2 separate regions of the Bicyclus anynana genome follow, and region 2 is linked to region 1. Evidence: chromatin contacts called from public Hi-C data. All regions are on one chromosome and are shown on one strand. The core of a region is the stretch at or near the end of the contact, and the rest is flanking DNA. Distances in the headings are between cores, read along the strand shown.

Region 1 (3,041 bases), core at 303-2,802:
TACCTGGACAACGTGTTCGACGTGGCTGCACTCATGGAGGACAGCGAGACGAAGACCGCGGCACTGGAGAAGGTCAACGACCTGGAGGACGAATTGGGTCATGTAAGTATTTATCGTAAAAAAAGAAGTGAAAAAAGAAAAGTAAAGTGATCCCACTTCTGATAACCAATTAGAGCTCATACATTGTTATTGGCTCTAATTGATTTTAGTATTTGAGATTTTAAACATTTCATTCGGTTATGATACAACTTTGGCTTAGAGTGCGTCATTAATTGGTTAGTTATTAACATTAGCTGCGAACTGAAACCGTTTGAACATACTGGCAAAAAAAAAAAGAAAAGAAAATCTGGAGAAATCCTTCTAAAGAATGTTAAATATTTACTTTATACATACTACATATTTTACATTATATGAAAAGGCACACGAGCGTCTCGCCGCGTTAGAGCGGGAGGCGATAGCGAAGCAGGCGACGCTGGAGGCGGAGCTGGCGCAGATACGACACGAACGGGACCAACTGGCCGAGGCGAGGAGACAAGTCGTCGAAGAGGTATACCTACAGTTGACACACGAGCGTCTCGCCGCGTTAGAGCGGGAGGCGATAGCAAAGCAGGGGACGCTGGAGGCGGAGCTGGCGCAGATACGACACGAACGGGACCAACTGGCCGAGGCGAGGAGACAAGTCGTCGAAGAGGTATACCTACAGTTGACACACGAGCGTCTCGCCGCGTTAGAGCGGGAGGCGATAGCAAAGCAGGGGACGCTGGAGGCGGAGCTGGCGCAGATACGACACGAACGGGACCAACTGGCCGAGGCGAGGAGACAAGTCGTCGAAGAGGTATACCTACAGTTGACACACGAGCGTCTCGCCGCGTTAGAGCAGGAGGCGATAGCGAAGCAGGCGACGCTGGAGGCGGAGCTGGCGCAGATACGACACGAACGGGACCAACTGCGGGAACGGGAGGCGCTAGCGAAGCAAAGCAAGCGAATCAACTTGCGTTAGTTTATACACAAACACGCGAAGGTATTAGATAGTATATGAACTGAGTAGTTAATTTTAGAGATTTTTAAGAAATATTTTATGTTGCGTCAGGTTTCGACTCTGAGACGAGCGCAGCAGGACTCCAGAAACCGCCAGTCGATGCTGGAGTCCAAAGTGCAAGAACTGGAATCCCTTACCAAATCCTTACCGCGCGGTGCTTCCAGTAAGTGTACTCATTTACTTTAATAATATTTAATATTAGAAAGAGAGAAAAATGTTTATCGCTTATACTAATGTAACATTGTCGGAGTATGCCGTGGTTGAATTTAGCCGTTTTTTTGTTATATTTCATTACTAGCTGACAAACGCGAACACTTGTACTGTTCCCTCACAATAAACAAATGTACTTCCTACAAAAAAAAAAATAGAATTAGTATACCTCTATGTTATACTAGATGTCGTTGTTTACCAGTGGGTGCTATATCGTCGCACGCGCTGTGCAACGGCACAGTGAACGGGCACGTGTCCCCGCCGGGCACTCTCACCAACGGGGACGTGCACGCGCACACGCTGCCCGCGCCCCCGCCGCCGCCCGCCGCCACACTGCTGCCCCCGCCGCCACCCGCGCCGCTGCCTCCACTGCCGCCCCCGCCACCGCCGCCGCCCGCGCTCGCCCCGCCGCCGCCCGCGCCGCCCGCACCCCCCGCGCCCGGCCTCATGCTGCCCCCGCACCACACGGACGCGATGACGATAAAGAGGAAGGTCGACACCAAATACAAACTGCCCACATTGAATTGGATCGCGCTCAAACCGAATCAGGTAAGACTTTATAGACTTTATAAGACCGTCGCTATGTTATTGGTCGGTTTGTTACCAGGTATACTTTTATGTTCACGAAACTCAATTCCTTCTTCTCCTTTCTACCACCAAACATCAGCGCTATTCTGTACCGATGTTATTGTAACTCTCCTCTCGTTCTCTCTTTCTGTCTAACTGTAATAAATAGAGAGAGATAGATAAGAGATCGCAGCTCACATTCTTGAGTTATAAATTTTTTTTTAACTTTACATCGTTCCATCCACGCGAACCACAACAAACATTTTGCTTCAAAATTTCTACATCTATCAGTGTGGAATGCCTTTCCGGTGTATGTTTTTTGTCACTTGTAATCTGAACCCTTTCAAGGCCAAAGGAAAAGTAAATGGGCATTTTTAGGCTTATCAGGCATGTTCAAGCTAATTTTGTCCTAATAATTATGACAATTTTATTTATTATATTGATCAACCAAAAAATGCGGCACAATTAACGTTTTCTTCTATCGCAAGGTGCGCGGTACGATATTCAACGAATTAGACGAAGAGCGGCCCCGCAGACGCATCAACTTCGCAGAGTTCGAAGAGAAGTTCCGCATCGGCGGCGCGGGCAGCGTGGCGCACGTGCCCGACGACGCACTTGCGTCCTTCCCGAGCAAGCGCTTCCGGCGACCCGACACCGTGTCGCTGCTGGAGCACGCGCGCTTGAGGAATATCGGTATGTGATTCGACTTACTCCTTTTAGATTATGAGCTCCTGGTACTTTACTTAGCTACATAAACAAACCGTGCTGGCGTACGTCCCCAGCAAGCGCCTTCGCCGACCCGACAAGTGTCGCTGCTGGAGCACGCGCGCTTTAGGAATATCGGTATGTGATTTGACTTGCCTCCTTTTAGATTATGAGCTCCTGGTACTTAGCTACATAAACAAACCGTGCTGGCGTATGTCCCCAGCAAGCGCTTTCGCCGACCTGACACTGTGTCGCTGCTGGATTACGTGCGCTTGAGGAATATAAACTTTGCTGGCGTTCTTCTCTAGCCAGCGCTTTCGTCGCCTTGACATTGTCAATGCTCAGCACGCGCTTTTCAGAAACATCAATATGCGATTTATTCCTTTTAGGTTATAAGCTCTTGATACTTTACTTAGGTACATAAAGGTGCCGTGCTAGCGTCCTTCCCCACCAAGCACGCATAATAAGCCCAAACCTTAGTACAAACTCAGCTGATTTGCAAATTAAAAAACTTTTACTA
Region 2 (2,907 bases), core at 317-2,816, 76 kb before region 1:
TGATCAATGTATCAAAATAAAACTAATTGTAATTTTTAAGCTTTAGTTTTGTATTAAACAATAATAAAAGACCAGTCTTCAATATTTTATCAAATTAATGCATTCATAATGATAATAATAAAAAGTAGGTTGTAATAATGTTTGTAGGAAAATGGAAAATAATAAAAAAATGGTGCTAACAAGAATTAATATAAAACATTTGTTTTAATGATTTGTAATAAAAAAATATAGTAAATACATATATTATTATAATTATTATACCTACCTAAATGAAACAGTAATTGGCTACGGTCAATGAAGTTATATTGTAAAACAGAGCCTGTATATCTCTACATATGCAAAAACCAATAAAGTATAAAATATATAATGCACTGGAGTTTTTTTTTATTTTGAAAGAAATATTTTACCTAATAGGGTCTGGAATAATCGAAATTGACAGTAATACTAGGTTTCTCAGAAAATGTTTTACATGAAGAATATATTTTTAAAATTTTTAATATTTACTTTATTTACCTTTTAAATGATACATTTTTGACTGTTGAGATTTTAAAACACCAGCGGACGCACTGATGCATAGATTTACAAGTCGGTACACAGTACTCTAATGATTCACCCGCGTAGTTCCTACTCCCGTGGGTGGGATAAAATAGTCTGTTACCCTCTGATAATGTAGCTATACGTTATTGAAATATTTTTTTAATCCTTTGTTTAGTGATTTAGGTATGACAGCGTAACAAATATATTCGCGTTTATAATATTAGAGGTTTAGTCCCCGTGGTCCAATAACCGTATAAATAAATTCAAGTCAATTTCATCTACATAAATTATGTTTTTTGTAATTTGTCTGTTAATTATGACTTAATGATAAAACTATCAATAGTTATTGGTTGCTCTATAATAGTCTGTACGGAGTTAAAGCAGATCCATAGCAGCGAGCTTTGCGAGAATGATCGTAAATGTGGTATTGCCACACAGCGAGCTTATTAGTTCCATTCCATTTTATTAACGTCTACTCTTTTAAGTCGCACTCATAGATTTACGAATCGGTACGGCTTGGTACAGAGTACTTAAGTCGCACTATATCTAACCCACCTGGTATCTTGCTGTGAGATGAGATGGTAAAAAATTAAAACAAGGTCAGTAGCGGGGCAGGTGGTATTACACGACTTTAAACTTTAAATAGGTACCCAAAATCTGCTTTTCTATGATCTTGGGCAAACAGAAAAACTCGGACAAAATTTTTGGCGCTAAAAATCGAATTACTTGTCAAACTTCTCTCATCACGTGAACTTGAAAGTTCAGGATAAAAATATTCCACTTGACATTGCTCTAAATGGTTAACAAGTGTTATTATTATTTACATGGATAATAAAAATCCTTGATTATTTATTACTTTTACTACTTACTGTATTGTTTCTATAGGTTTAAGAGTTGGTATAGAGTATTTTATTTCTGAACGTAATCGTATTCATTATTATTTCCATATAGTTAGTCTGTGGCTAATCGTGATTGGCTGCGGATTTGACAACTGTCAAGAATAAATGCGCCACGCAAATGCGCTAACTTCGCACGAGTACCGCAACGCATTTCGTTTTGTAATTGTATGGACGTGCTTCGCTTGCTTTTTCGTCGTGCGGCAGTATTGTATTTTTATTTTTTATTAGTTTGTTGACGATTTTCGATTCGAAACGCTCGCTTCATGATGTGATTGTGAACCATTGTATGTGTAATGTGCTGCTTACTGTGATAAAAATGACCTGTCGCATTTTAAACGTGCTTGATGGTGTCTAATAAGTGTAATAGGTATTGTGTAAAATGGGTTTGATAACTTCGAGGGATCAGACGATGTTGGACGGACCGGTCGGGGTCACAAAGAACCACCATGTACGGCAGCCGTCGACGAGGAATCGGACCAAACCTCCTATGCCGGATAGAGACGAGCTGGAAGATCGATTCATTAAAGTTTTGGTATGTTTTTTACTACATAGTTTGCCGGCATTAATGTTTACAAACATAATATAATTGTTTACCATTTGCCACATTGAATACCGGATTTTCTGCATTGTTTTCTTTATGAATGCTATTTTGCAGCGCTTGTAGATGTTTCAAAAACACAATTGTAATTCAGCAAGTGTATGATACATCGACATATTACTCATTATTTAGACGCGTTTCAGTTTAAATGTTTCGTTTACTTTGTCGCAAACACACCCATTCGTGTCTATGCCCTCTGGCATGTTATTGTAATAAATTATGAATCATAGTATCATTTTCGATTAAAATTTCGTTTGTTTGTCTAAAAACAATTAAACATTGGTATAATAAATTTTTCCATTAGTCATTAGTAGTCATTAGTTATAGTGAATAAACTACAGAAGATTACAAATAAATGTTCTAATTCTTGTCAACTGGTTTATTCAAAAATTTTCATGTCACACTTTTATAAACATCATTTTATAAAGGGTTCATTTTAATTTGATTCAAGTTCATTTGATTTAGAATTATTCCCTTGTAAGTTGTAAAACAAAATGTTTTTTGTAATAAGAATAATCTTTTTATTAAAAAAAACAGTCAAAAAAAGATCAATTTGGATTGTACCGTGTTGCTAGAACCAGCTCATGAATAAGAGCCCTGTATGGGTTTGAAACTAGTCAGGCATATTCTGACGTATCATGTGAGTTATAGCCATGTTTCATAATAAATTAATAAGAAAAATCCTTTAGAAAGTTCTGGATGGACTTAAAAGAGAAAAGCTATGCCCTTTTACTTCTGTGGTTCCCATTCTGGAAAATTGGTAATAAAAAGTAGCCTAGTTGCTATTCCATACAATTATTACATCAAATGAATTAGTGATTGTTAAAACCCCACAAGTAGCAATGAGTTAATTTTTCAGGATAGACCAAAAAA

What was found. A called contact is a pair of places that touch in the nucleus more often than the background predicts.
Region 2: a Hi-C map of whole body shows a contact between it and region 1, with 2.7 times the contacts expected there. The contact joins the promoter of LOC112057887 here to the enhancer-like site in region 1. A contact is called at or near these places in 2 of 2 Hi-C or Micro-C datasets (whole body and whole larva).

The regions. Positions count from the first base shown.
Region 1 is chr14:2,105,837-2,108,877 of ilBicAnyn1.1, reverse strand. LOC112057887 (formin-like protein) reads left to right here. Exons shown (of 16, transcript XM_052885468.1): 8 at 1-102; 9 at 419-835; 10 at 1,091-1,202; 11 at 1,452-1,798; 12 at 2,305-2,509. Among protein-coding and RNA genes, the nearest start is that of LOC112057888, 24 kb to the right of the region's middle. Within about 2 kb of position 1,552, at least 1 of the 8 cell types and tissues checked has open chromatin away from gene starts, as enhancers often do.
Region 2 is chr14:2,182,215-2,185,121 of ilBicAnyn1.1, reverse strand. It overlaps LOC112057887 (formin-like protein), which reads left to right and starts at 1,566. Exons shown (of 16, transcript XM_052885468.1): 1 at 1,566-1,968. The coding sequence starts at 1,816. It overlaps LOC112057884 (CBP80/20-dependent translation initiation factor), which reads left to right. Exons shown (of 10, transcript XM_052885627.1): 10 at 1-369.